2 separate regions of the Mus musculus genome follow, and region 2 is linked to region 1. A link is a contact called in public HiChIP or PLAC-seq data. All regions are on one chromosome and are shown on one strand. Each heading gives the region's core, a stretch centred on a gene start, on an enhancer-like site or on the middle of the called end of the contact. The rest is flanking DNA. Distances are from core to core; before and after follow the strand shown.

What was found. HiChIP or PLAC-seq counts read pairs in DNA pulled down with a chosen protein or histone mark.
Region 2: a contact with region 1 is called in an H3K27ac HiChIP or PLAC-seq map of the HPC-7 cell line, with 5 times the contacts expected there. The contact joins the promoter of C920006O11Rik here to the enhancer-like site in region 1. A contact is called at or near these places in 1 of 15 datasets of contacts at CTCF or cohesin (CD8 T cells), 2 of 484 Hi-C or Micro-C datasets (the HPC-7 cell line and embryonic stem cells), 5 of 115 datasets of contacts at active chromatin or transcription factors (the HPC-7 cell line, embryonic stem cells and memory CD8 T cells) and 3 of 9 other capture datasets (adipose tissue, embryonic stem cells and liver).

What each region holds. Positions count from the first base shown.
Region 1 is chr9:78,083,971-78,089,758 of GRCm38.p6, forward strand. Fbxo9 (f-box protein 9) reads right to left here. Exons shown (of 13, transcript NM_023605.2): 8 at 3,500-3,618; 9 at 3,204-3,294; 10 at 2,305-2,400; 11 at 1,937-2,030; 12 at 533-684. Among named protein-coding and RNA genes, the nearest start is that of Fbxo9, 22 kb to the right of the region's middle. Within about 2 kb of position 1,946, at least 61 of the 459 cell types and tissues checked have an H3K27ac peak or open chromatin away from gene starts, as enhancers often do. A contact at or near this core is called in the HPC-7 cell line, where this site is marked.
Region 2 is chr9:78,173,352-78,180,025 of GRCm38.p6, forward strand. It overlaps C920006O11Rik (RIKEN cDNA C920006O11 gene), which reads left to right and starts at 2,563. Exons shown (of 4, transcript NR_040401.1): 1 at 2,563-2,684; 2 at 3,220-3,391; 3 at 3,648-3,742; 4 at 4,474-5,531. It overlaps Rn7sk (RNA, 7SK, nuclear), which reads right to left and starts at 2,282; the gene lies at 1,951-2,282.

The DNA.
Region 1 (5,788 bases), core at 696-3,195:
GAAGCAGGGATTGGGGGGAGGTGGGATAGGGGTTTTCGGAGGGGAAACCAGGAGGGGGATGACAAATGTAAATAAACAAAATAACCAATAAAGAAATGTTTAAATAAAGAGCTTTACCTGGGTGTCACCTACCTAATGTATTTGGCTGTGGGCTACACTGAGCACCATTTTAACAGACATAATTTCTATAAGTATAATTTTTAAAATGATTGTATAATTCCCAAAAATGAATCTCCAGCCTAAAGAGACCTCAGCAGCCCTAGGATGGAGCGCCCCCTTTTTTGCGGGGGAGGGGTTAGCATAAAAGTCTACTTCATGCTAGTTTAGGCATTCTTTTTTTTTTTTAAGTTTCTTTTAAAATTGTACATGGTTCTTTTGCCTACACACATGTGTACACCACATGTGTGCCTTGTGCCTATGAAGGTCAGAAGAGTTGTAAGCTAACATGAGGGAGCTGGGAACTGAACCTGGGTCCTCTGGAAAATCAACAAGTGGCCCTAACTGTGGAGCACTCTTCACTGCGTTCACCTACTTGTAAGTGATGTGACAAGAGTGGTGGATCCAGATGAGTTTGTTGAACCTCTGGTGGCCACTGGAGCACAGCTGCAGTCCCACATGGAAGCTGTGATCTGCCTCTTGGACAGGAACACGACGAAAATACCTGTATTTATGGTCAAGTGGCTTCTGTAAAGAAAAGGTTCGTGAGCTAGGATAACCATTAGAGGAATATATAATGTGAGATTCACATTGCAGATAACCTGTTACACATTGCAGGTCACCCTGAGTACCACATGTAAACCTATGAGTGTTCCAAGAAGCGGTAGGTAAAACACCAGGTTTCCTCCCCACCAGCTAGAGTTACCTAGCAGTTTCAGGAATAAAACTTTCTTTCTCCTTTGGTGACTAGGAAGCCTGGAGAGAGGCGTGACAGCTCGCACCTTCAATCCGTGTGCTGCCAAGGACAGGCAGATCCTGGCAGCTTGAGCCTGTAATCTGGCAGAGATAGGCAGATCTCTGGGAATCTGAGGACTCCCATGTCTACACAGCGAGTTCCAGGCCAGTCAGGCTACACAGTCAGACCTTATCTTTTCTTCTATACATTTATATATAAAGTGTAGCGTACAAGTCATGTTTTGCAACAGCAGCAAGACAGTCACAGATGAACAGGTGTGATGGATCTCACTCTGACTGTTCTTTTGCACACTGTGAACACTGTGACTGGCTTCCTTATAGAAGGATACTGACGTGCCACGTGGGAACACGTGGAAAGCACTACAGCATCCCAGGAGCCCATCAGAGGAGGCAGGAAAGCCAGTGCCCTGGTGTCACGACATCACTCACAGATAAAACCCTGCAGCGTCTCACTACCTGACAACAGGAAGGGAGAATGAACCTACGAGCCCCACTACTTATGTGGACAACAGCCTACACTTGCTCTAACCACTGCCCAACTGATGTGGCAGGTATGTACGATGTCTCTGAACCAGGACTAGACAAAGGAATCTAGAGAAAGTTGCAAAAAATATTAGCTCTTCAATCCACCAAGAATTTAGAGCACCATAGACCATGATATATATGTATATATAATCACATTTACTGGGCATTTATTCTTTCTTCACAGAAACAGAAGAGGGAAGCTTTTTTCTGGTAAAATGCTCTCTCTGCAAGTCTCCTGGCAGAAGAGTGGCCTGTACGAGCAGCAGAGACAGTAGCAGCCCCGTTAACAGAGACAGGAGTCGGATGTAGGAGATCCTGGTACTGTATTCCCGTGCGTGAGGACCCTAGGGTGGCTTTCTGGAAGGGCAAACACACTGATGTGCATAAACGTCCAGCTCTTGTGGCAAAACCGTCTGGGGATTGTTTCTCTTTCCTAGCTGAGAATGGGTGGATGGACAGCTGTGGTAAGGGCAGCCCCGGCTCCACAGTGCATACTCACTTCTTCTTTTTTCTTAGTTATTACAGCAAAGACTTTGGTCTGATTGTCTGCATCTTGTGACAAGCGGTAATGACCCAGCAGAATTGCATCCGTTCTAAGAAATAATAAGCACACCTTAAAACAGCCAGTTATACTTATCTGAGCACCTAGAACGCGGCGTCCCAGTGCCCCTTCCCCCACTCGCCCACACACAGCACTGGGATGAGAACGAGCTTGCATAGGCCTTGCAGGACAGGCTTCCCGAGACCCCACCCCAGCCCCCAGCCTCAGGACTGCCTTTTATGACATGCATTATTAAGCCATAAAAGCGCTGTCTTAGGATAAATAAGGAAATGTGGACTAGGTAGAAGGCCATATAGAAACACTACCTGGTGTTCCTGGTTCTTAACCGGGGAACGATGGACGGAGGCTCCTCGGGGGTGGTTAACATCATCACATGGCCATCAGGAAAGAATCTCATGTATCTACATGAGAAGGAACCAGACACCACCACACACAGTACAAAACATGACCTTAGCTTGCAGTCTCTACTTAGCCCCACACACAGTACAAAACATGACCTTAGCTTGCAGTCTCTACACTTAGCCCCACACACAGTACAAAACATGACCTTAGCTTGCAGTCTCTACACTTAGCCCCACACACAGTACAAAACATGACCTTAGCTTGCAGTCTCTACTTAGCCCCACACACAGTACAAAACATGACCTTAGCTTGCGGTCTCTACACTTAGCCGGAGCTGTGAAACCCAGACTGAACCCCATCAGCAAAGCGTGGGTAAGACAGGAAGGCAGCCAGGACCCAGTGGCAGGCTACACGGGAGAGCCTAGCCTGTAACTCCTTGGGGTGTGTTGACCTTTCATTTCACTCACCAAATAAACTTTAAACTTGTCTCTTAGACTAAAGTCTGTGTTTTCCTGGGGCACTAATTAATGCCTGACAAAGCAAGACCCAGTAACTATACACAGTGACAGACACTACCCTACCTATTTCTCAGCTGCATACCCACGTGCTGAACAAAGGCTGGGACAGGCCTTATAGGTCACAGTATAAGGACAGAGGAGAGGGGCTCAGGAGGGCTACTAGGAACTGGAGGGATTATACAACTTATAAATAACCTTTAGGTTTTTGAGTGCGGTTCCTGTCATAATATTAGATTAAAAAATACCGAGGACCGTTTTGTGGATAAATCATGAGCAACAGAAAGCAGATCCAAAACCTAAGACACTTGAGAATTTCCCACTCACGCACTTTACAGCAGCTGTACCTGTAATATTCCACTTGGTGCCACGCCCTGTAGAAACCATCAAGTGACTGCTCTCCCTGGCGAATATACGTGGTTTTACTGATGTACACTCCTACAAAAAACCAGACGTTCCTTTAAAGTCCATAAGTAAAAGTCACGTGACAATCGCATAGCACACCCCGCTCTATTTTTAGTGCTGCTTCCCTCAGTTACGTTCATAGGCACTTAGGTCCATTACAAAAAATGAAAACCACGTTTTATCAAAATTACATTGTAGATTATGATTACTCCTGAGCGCTTGAGTCCGCCCAACTTACCATCAAACCGAACTCGGGGCCGTTCTAGAAACATCTCTCTCCAGGACGCGTATGGAACGAGCTTCATGCAGCTTCTGCCCCACACTTTCAAGCAAGCCAGACGCCAGATTTCAGGGTCTCTAGGTAAGAAAGCACAGCATCAATCAATGTAAAAAGCTAAGTTAAAGTCCTTAGAAGCAAATGAATATTTTGACTATCATGTAGTTCTTTTTAATTCAACAATTATTTGCTGAGTATCTGCAAGATGCTGTTTCAAGAGGCAGGCTGAGACCGACACACAAGGTGAAGACCTTTTGTTTATTGGTGAAAGTTCAGGTCGAGTGCTAGCGTAAAAACCAACCACCGAGGCAGTCAGATAGGAAAAAATACTGTCCAAGAAACTGACCCTTTGGACAGAGTGACCACGGGGACAGGGAACACCATCCTAGCAGCAGCTGTCAGAGTGAGGCTTGAGCTGAGAGCCAGCAGGAGCACAGGCTGCAGAAGTGAGCAAGCTGTGCAAGGCAGAGGAGGAGCCAGCATCCCACTGCTGGCCTCTAGCAGGACAGTGCCAGCTTACGGGAGAAGCTTTGAGCGTGGTTACGCTTTCAAAAATTAACTCTGGGAGACATGGACTAAAGAAAGGTGACAGGCCGGGCAGTAGTGGTGCACGCCTTTAATCCCAGCACTCAGGAGGCAGAGGCAGGCAAATTTCTGAGTTCAAGGCCAGCCTGGTCTACAGAGTGAGTTCCAGGACAGCCAGGGCTACACAGAGAAACCCTGTCTCAAAAAACCAAGAAGGTGACATAATCTGAGACCTTATCATCAGAGCAAAGTCAATGCATCCAGACTATAATAGAGGATGATAAACGAACAGAAAGCCAACTTTAAGTCAATGCACCCAGACTATAATAGAGGATGATAAACGAACAGAAAGCCAACTTTAAGAAACAGTGGCAGAAAGTTTCCCAAACCTGGAGAAAGACAAACATCCCGGAATCAGGAAGATCAAATACAGTCAAATATGTCAGAGAGGTGACCCAATGTGCCTAGCAACAGACTCCCGATCAGAACTTCTACAGGTCGGGGGCCTGGGATGATCCATTCTAAACCCTGAAGGAAAAGTAACTGCTAAGCTGGAGAGAGACCCCTGCCAACTGCCACAGCAATGGGGGAGCTGCCTGCCAGTGCAGCTCAGGGAGAGCTCTGTCAACAGCAAGGAAGGAGAGAGGGCTCTAGATAGAGGGCCATGTAGAGGACAAAAGAGCTGTAGCTCCAGGTCAGCTGCTGGGGACTGCCAGGAAAAGTAGCTTAGCGCCAGCACCAGCTGCTGTCAGCTCTGACTGGAATAAGGAGTTCCTGTCCTCACAGGCCTTGGTGGGGAGGGGGAGGAAATGGAGAGCTGGGACTTGAACCCACACGAAGCAAGCACTCCGTCACTGAACTACCTATAGGGCTTTAATACAACTGAAGGAGCTCGATGGTCCCTTATGGTCCATGTTCCATAAAGTAAACCTGTCCTTGCCTTAGGGCAGAATCTAAACTGCAACAACAGCAGCCAATGCTGGACAGCCTTCTGCCTTAGGGGCTAACAGCTTTTCCCTGATATAAGCCTTGGGCTTGTGTGGAACTCACAGGCACTCAGCATTCTCAGATCATCAGAGGGCATTGCCACGAGCTTGAGTCCTGTCTGCATTTTACCCAAGGGACATCGGGAGGGTGTCCTTGCCTCTGCCCTTGACATTGCAGCCGTGTATACAATCCCAGCGTCACATACGGCTGTCCTCCACCAGAAGGTAGGGAGGTCCCAGCCACCTCCAGCAGCTCTAGGATACAACTGCTAGAGTTCCACTTCCTGGAGCCGTCTGTGCTCTTGGGAATGGAGCGAGGTTTCCTCTCCAGCCTGCTGAGTGCCAAAATCCCAGCTCCATCCACCACTGTCTCTCAGAACCTGGCAAGTGTATCAGCCTCTTTGGAGGCTTTTGTTTCCCACTCTTACACCGTCAGGTTGCATATGATAGCCTTAGAAAGATTGGTGGGCACAGGACCCCGACCCTGGCCTTCAGGCTTGTGTAGAAAGTAAATGTGCATCCTTTTGCATCCATGTAGGCATGCAGGCTGCACTTATCCCATGGGAGCTAGGCAAGTCTACATTACATCCTACCACACAGCTCCAAAAACTGGATCCTGGCACCAAGGTCCAGGTATTTTCTACATCTATCTTTTAAGACTTGTGACAAGCACCTTTTCAAATCCTATGGTTCAGGGACCATAGCTACAGACATCACAGTTCTTGGTATTGCTTGCACT
Region 2 (6,674 bases), core at 1,313-3,812, 90 kb after region 1:
TCTGGTCATTCCAAGAGCCAACCCAGGGCCAAAAAACATCCTGAGTTCCAGTGGATTTTGACTTGGACATTTTAAAAACATCCTCTGTTCTGACTTCTCCTGATGCCTTTTCTAGAACTCATAATGCAGACAACACACTCTTACTTACTTCTCCCCCATGTCTTTTTCCTGACACCCATTCTTCCCTATACTTCAGAATTATACAAGCAAAAAACACTGATGTACTTTAGGGGTACCCCACTGTCACACCCAGTGTTCCCAATCACTTGGGAGAAACAAGGTCACTCATCACCCCAATTCCTGATGGCATTTAAGGTCGCCCCTGACAAGAACAAGAGGTAGAAACTAACTAGGCAGCTTAGGGTAATAAGACCCCAAGAAAAATAACCATTTTTTTTTCTTGGCTAAGAGCCAGAAATGAAAGACTGGGGAGACAGCTGAGTGGTTTAGAGCACTTGTTACACTTAGAGAGGACCAGAGTTCTGTGTTCTTGGCAACCCTTTGGTGGTTCACAACCATCAGGAACTCCCAGTTTCAGGAGATCCAACACACTCTTCTCAGCTCCTCCGGCATCAGATACACATGTGGTGCATATATAAATAAAAATGTTAAAATGCAATAAAAACTAAAAACTAAAAATGATATCGGGGCCTCTTGACAGCCTTGTCCTTGCCAGAAGTGTTAATGAGGGTGCTAATCCCTGATTTTTAGTTAGGGTTACCTTTTGAGGGGGATGGATATTAGTGTGTAGTAATAAACGTGTATTAAGATAAAATTCCTTCTGGTCAAGAGAATAGAACCTGATGAGCTAGTTGGGCCAAGTCAATCACTCAGTGAAAGAACCACTCTAGGGAGTTTACTGTAATTCATGCTAATGAGGCAGAACAATTAGCCTTACAATGAGACATTGTCTTTTCATTTTCAGAATGTCAGTCTACAGGGTCACCAATCTGCCTGCTTTTCTAAATTATACAGAAAAGTGTGATTTCTTCTCTCTTTTCTAATCTAAGCATGCTTCCATAATGCTTGGGCTTCCCCAGCATTTTGGGTCTTCTTACTCTTTCTCTAAAGTTCCCTCTCCCACCATGAAGCCACTTATCCGTGCTAGACTAAATGGGATGACTTTGCTCATTACCTTCTCCATTTTCCTCCTTCAGCAGCTTAAAGTTACAGCCTACCTGTCCTGGGTGTTTGCCTTTTCGAGTGTAATAGCATTTGTCCTAATAACATTTTTTTAAATAAATAAATTTAAGCAGGGACTGGTAAATAGGCTCATGCTCTTATTTCCAGAGTTTGGGAGGCAGGCAGATCTCTAAATTCAATGCTACCCTGGTCTACAGAGAAAGTCCCTGAACAGCTAGGGCCACACAGAGGAAACCTGAAACAAACAAACAAGTAACTAAATAAATGTTTAAAACAAGAGAGAGAGAGAGAGAGAGAGAGAGGAAGGAAGAAGGAAGGAAGGAAGGAAGGAAGGAAGGAAGGAAGGAAGGAAGAAAGAGAGAGGTGGGGTAGAACTGTTCCCAGACAGAATCTTTGTTACGACTGCTTGGAACCTTCACCTGAACTCATATTCTCTCTCTCTCTCTCACACACACACCTTTTAAACATATTTACATCTCTATTTACATCTATTAACATAACAGAATTTTTAAAGATTTAAAAAATTTTTAATTAAAAAAAAATTTTTTTCCTGTCTCTAGCTGCATAGTCGGCCATCAGTGGAAAGAGAGGCCCTTTGGTCGTGCAAACTTTATATGCCTCAGTACAGGGGAATGACAGGGCCAAGAAGTGGGAGTGGGTGGGAAAGCGTGTGGGGGACTTTTGGGATAGGATAGCATTGGAAATGTAAATGAAATAAATACCCAATTAAAAAAATAAAAATATATATTTTTTTTAAGTTAAAGAATAAAATAAAGTTTTAAACGAAAATTAAATTGCAGGAACTACAAAAGAAAGGCAGACTGCCACATGCAGCGCCTCATTTGGATGTGTCTGGAGTCTTGGAAGCTTGACTACCCTACGTTCTCCTACAATGGACCTTGAGAGCTTGTTTGGAGGTTCTAGCAGGGGAGCGCAGCTACTCGTATACCCTTGACCGAAGACCGGTCCTCCTCTATTCGGGGAAGGTCGTCCTCTTCGACCGAGCGCGCAGCTTCGGGAGGGACGCACATGGAGCGGTGAGGGAGGAAGGGGACACCCGCCTAGCCAGCCAGATCAGCCGAATCAACCCTGGCGATCAATGGGGTGACAGATGTCGCAGCCAGATCGCCCTCACATCCGAGAGTAAGCAGGCTCTTGGTAGGTATATAAGGCCATAGAATTTTGTAACTTTACACATGTGGTGACCTTATGTAGCCGACTGTACTTGATATTATAACAAATCCTGAATCCGTTTTAGGGTTAAATAATCCTTTTTATACTCGCTTCGTTCTAAGTTTAAATTAAAATACTTAAATTTAGGATGTTTTTACTGTTAACCAAAATGCTTTGGGGCTATGCAAAATACAACAGTTTGGATTGGTTAAACCTTCCGAAGCCCCGCCCCCGACGGCCATGTCTATTCTACGGCCCGGCTCTGCTCCTGGCCCAGGCGCCCGTGTCCGGTGCGGTCCCATACGAGATGGGTTCTCTGCCTTCGGTGCGTGTCGGCGCCTCTGCCAAGGCGGAGCGGACGGCGAAAGGTAGACCCAGCGCATCTCCAGCTTCACGAGACTCACGCGGCCTTCCGTGGGCCGTAATCGTCTGTCTCCCTCTGTGGCCGAAGTGACACACCGAAGCGAGTAAAAAGCTAATTCCTAGAACAGTGTGATGCACCCGGCCCTCCGTTGGCTTCCCGTGCCCTTTGTAGCTAAATTTGGAAAATCCTGAGTTTCTCAAAGTCCAAGAACTTTATAATGTGCACTGCTAGGCTAATACCTTTACAACGAATGCCCCCCAGCTTCCCTGAATCGGAATGTGAAAGTGACACACTGAAAACCAAGGCTAAGGGTTCTGTCCTTTCTTTCACGTGTTAAAATGGTGGCATCTTTTTAATGCGCGAGGGAAAACGCAACAACAATAATAAAACACTCCTCCCAAATCCTGAACATTCAGTTATGTCCAGAAAATTGGGATGAAGATAGGACTTTGCTTTACCGCTCTGTACTGCGTTCGGGTTTTTTGTTTGTTCGGTTTGTTGTTTGGTTTTTGGTTTAGTTTGGTTCGTTTGTTTTCCAGAAAGGCCGAAAGCCATCGTGACGTCGAGGCACAAGCTCCACTGTCCTAACAGTAGAGGTCGCATGGAGTTCGTGAGACGGGCATTAGCTGCCGCTGGAGCTGTACCCAGCCCACCGTATTTTCACAAATTAGCCAGACAATACGCCTTCTCTTCGCATCACTACTGGTCCGGGTCAGCCATAAGATCCTTCCTGTTAGGGACTTTTCTTTGAACTAAGATGTAATTAACGGGATTCATTACCCCTTTTAAGTTACCCTTGGTTTCTACGAGGGATAACAGGTAATAAGGACAAAGGGAAGTAATGTAAATTTTGTCAGTTTTATTGATTATACACCCTCTAGGTGAATTTTCTGTACCTGCGTTGCACGGTTGGAAGCCTTGTTTCCTGGCCTGCGAGTGCAAGTTTTGCTTTTGTTCTATTCTTCAGCTTCCTGTGGAGATTTTCAGATACAAGCAAACAAAACATTGCATAACTCTGTGTGCAGCCCTTACCCGGATGTGTGCAGCTTTAGGGTGTGCTTGGTATGTCTCCTGCCTCCTCTTGGTTTGTGGGAGTCTTTCCTCCTAACATAGTTTCATATGGGAGTGCCACGATTTGGTATTTATTTCCAACGGGTAAAGGTTATCACACCCACCAAAAAATCTGCAAGGCTTTATCCTCAAAGCAGTCTGTCTCATGCGGAGTTTTTACTAATGTGTCTCGGTGCTGCTCTAAACAAGGTCTGTAGACTTTACACTATGAATAACTTGAGATTTATAAAAATGTTGTAAAGTTGAACCTCAGAGCCCTCAGTCCTCCCGGGTGCTAACGCCTTACATAACCATGATAAACTGAGAAGAAAAGTGTTACTGGTGTGCAAGTAAATGGGCAGCAGACTTAATTATGATTTCAGTGTTTCTACTAAAGTCCTCTTACCAATCCAGTATCCCACAGTGTATCTAGTCATGTTTCCTCAGTTTCCCCAAGGCTAGGATGGTTTCTCAGCCTTTTCCTTGTTTCAACCCCTTGACGTAATTATTGAGACCATCAATGAGGATTCTCTGGGAATAATTCCCGCCTCCCCCACCTTGTCCTTGGCTCTTGAGTCTAGTCCCTTATCTCACAGAAAGTCCTATGCCTTGGATATGCCCGATTTCTACCTTGTGATTGGGGGAACTGTTTGTGTTGGTTTATTTGTGGTTTGGTTGGTTGGTTGGTTGTTGTTGTTGTTGTTGTTTTAACAGGTGTTTCTTTGCTTTTCTCAATGTCACAGCAGGAGGAACAGGATATCCAAATGACCTCCTTGGAAAACAATGGTTAAGGAGCACTGGGACTCTGACAGGACCTGGGTTCTCTCCGACCCCTTTATTCCCCATGCCCACTGCCCCACATGTGTGTACACATGTGCTTCTGCTTGTGAGCACGCAGGAGTTCATTGTAGAGGGCATCTCCCTTACCTGTTGTCTCTCTTTGATTTAAAAAAAAAAAATCTATTCTTACAAACCCCTATATATACATGTTGCCTGACTTAAAGTCAGGTCTGGGTTACTGCCATCAGTCCCAATGTTCACAGAAATGGGAAACGAGAGGGGTGGACCAGTGGGGACAACCTGTAACTTGGACTTCTTAGATCACTCCTGTCCCTCCCAAGACACCTAGGACTCATCGGGTCTAATTTAGTCTAGGAGGTGTGTTTCTAGATGCATCCCTGGAGTACAGTGAATGCAAGCCAAGAAATAATTTTTTCTTCCCAATTTCATGGTCTCATCCTGACCTACAGCAGATAAGTAAGGATGATTCCATTTCTGTATTCTCTCGAGCCCATCCCCCTCTCCCTGCCGTAGAGTCGGGAGTACCCTTTTTTTTTTTTCTTCTCAAGACAGGGTTTCTCTGTATCACCCTGGCTGTCCTGGAACTCACTCTAAAGTACCCTCTTAATTAACCATGCTTAGAGAGGAATAAAAGGACAAGACCAGAGTTTCAGCTACCTTGGATTCTGCACCGACTCAGGATCACAGTCAGTTTGTGTGAGGTCACCAGTTTATACCAAACAGGTTTCAAGGGGCCACGGACAGAACTGTCTTGGTCAGAATCAGCTGAGTCTTGCAGACATGATTCTACTCCAGACCGTTTTGTCTCTAGAAGAGAAACTTGCAAACATTCTGCCTTCCTTTTCTTTTCTTTGGGAAAGTAAATGCTGTGTTAGAAGTTTGGACCAGAATTCTCGGACTTCACCATCTATGGATGCTTCGCTTTTGATGTGTTTGCCTGTTTATAATCTATTTTATTTATTTTGGAAGATTTTCATTAATAAAAAGTAATGAAGACATAGCCTTGGGATTTCTTTTTTCTGGCCCTCAGATCAGATTCTTAGATCACTGGCAAATGAAAAGAGGTTTCCTGTTAGTTTTGTTCGTAACTGTACTCACCGGAACAAAGTCTATACACAGTTTGCCAGTGGGGACGTGTCCCAGCAATACCTACAAGGGTGAGGCGCTTCTCATACAAATCTCAGAATAGACTAATAACAGGGAGGGAACGCCAGCAACCAGAGCAGTCATCATCAGGGTGTGACTGCCGGTTTCAGAAACAATTTCCTTCTTATATTGAATATTTCCCAGACCAGGGGCTTAATGGTTCAACCATTAAGAGCACTGGCTGCTCTTCCAGAGGTCCTGAGTTCAATTCTCAACACCCACATGGCAGCTCACAAATATCTATAATTATAGTACTATGGGATCTGATGCCCTCTTCTGGAGTGCAGAAACAAAACACCCATATACATAAAATGAATAAAAGAAATAAAGAAAATGTCCAGGCCCAAGTTCTGACAACAGGTAAGGAGTACCCTACATATTGTTCTGTCTCCTTTCAAGAAAAATCTATGGAAATTTTTGTGTAATTTGGTAATCTCTGGAAAGACTGATCATAGAATTTTATTTTATATTACTACTACTACTATTGTTGGTTGTTTTGTTTTTGAGACAAAGTCTTACTATGTAGACAAGGTTAGTTTGAGCTCACAGAAATCTGTCTGTTTCTGCCTTCTGAGTGCTAGGATTAAAGTCACATACCACTGTGCCCCACTGAATTTTAAAGTTGAAAAAAGCTTTTAAAAACCACCTTCAGCATTGTGGTATCTTGCGCGCGCTCAACTGGCCAGGAAGAACGACGCTGCTACAGGATCCTTCTGCACACATTTATTCAGTCCTGTTTCTTCTTTCTCCATATATCTCCCTTGTTTATATCTCCCTTGTTTTTATATCTCCCCTGTTTGTATCTCTCCCTCGTTTATATCTCCCTTGTTTTTATATCTCCCTTGTTTATATCTCCCTTGTTTTTATATCTCTCTTGTTTTTATATCTCCCTTGTTTATATATCGCCCTCGTTTTTATATCTCCCTTGTTTTTATATCTCCCCCGAACCCTGGGCCTCTCACTCCTTTTATACTCTCAGTTCCCATCCACGCACAGC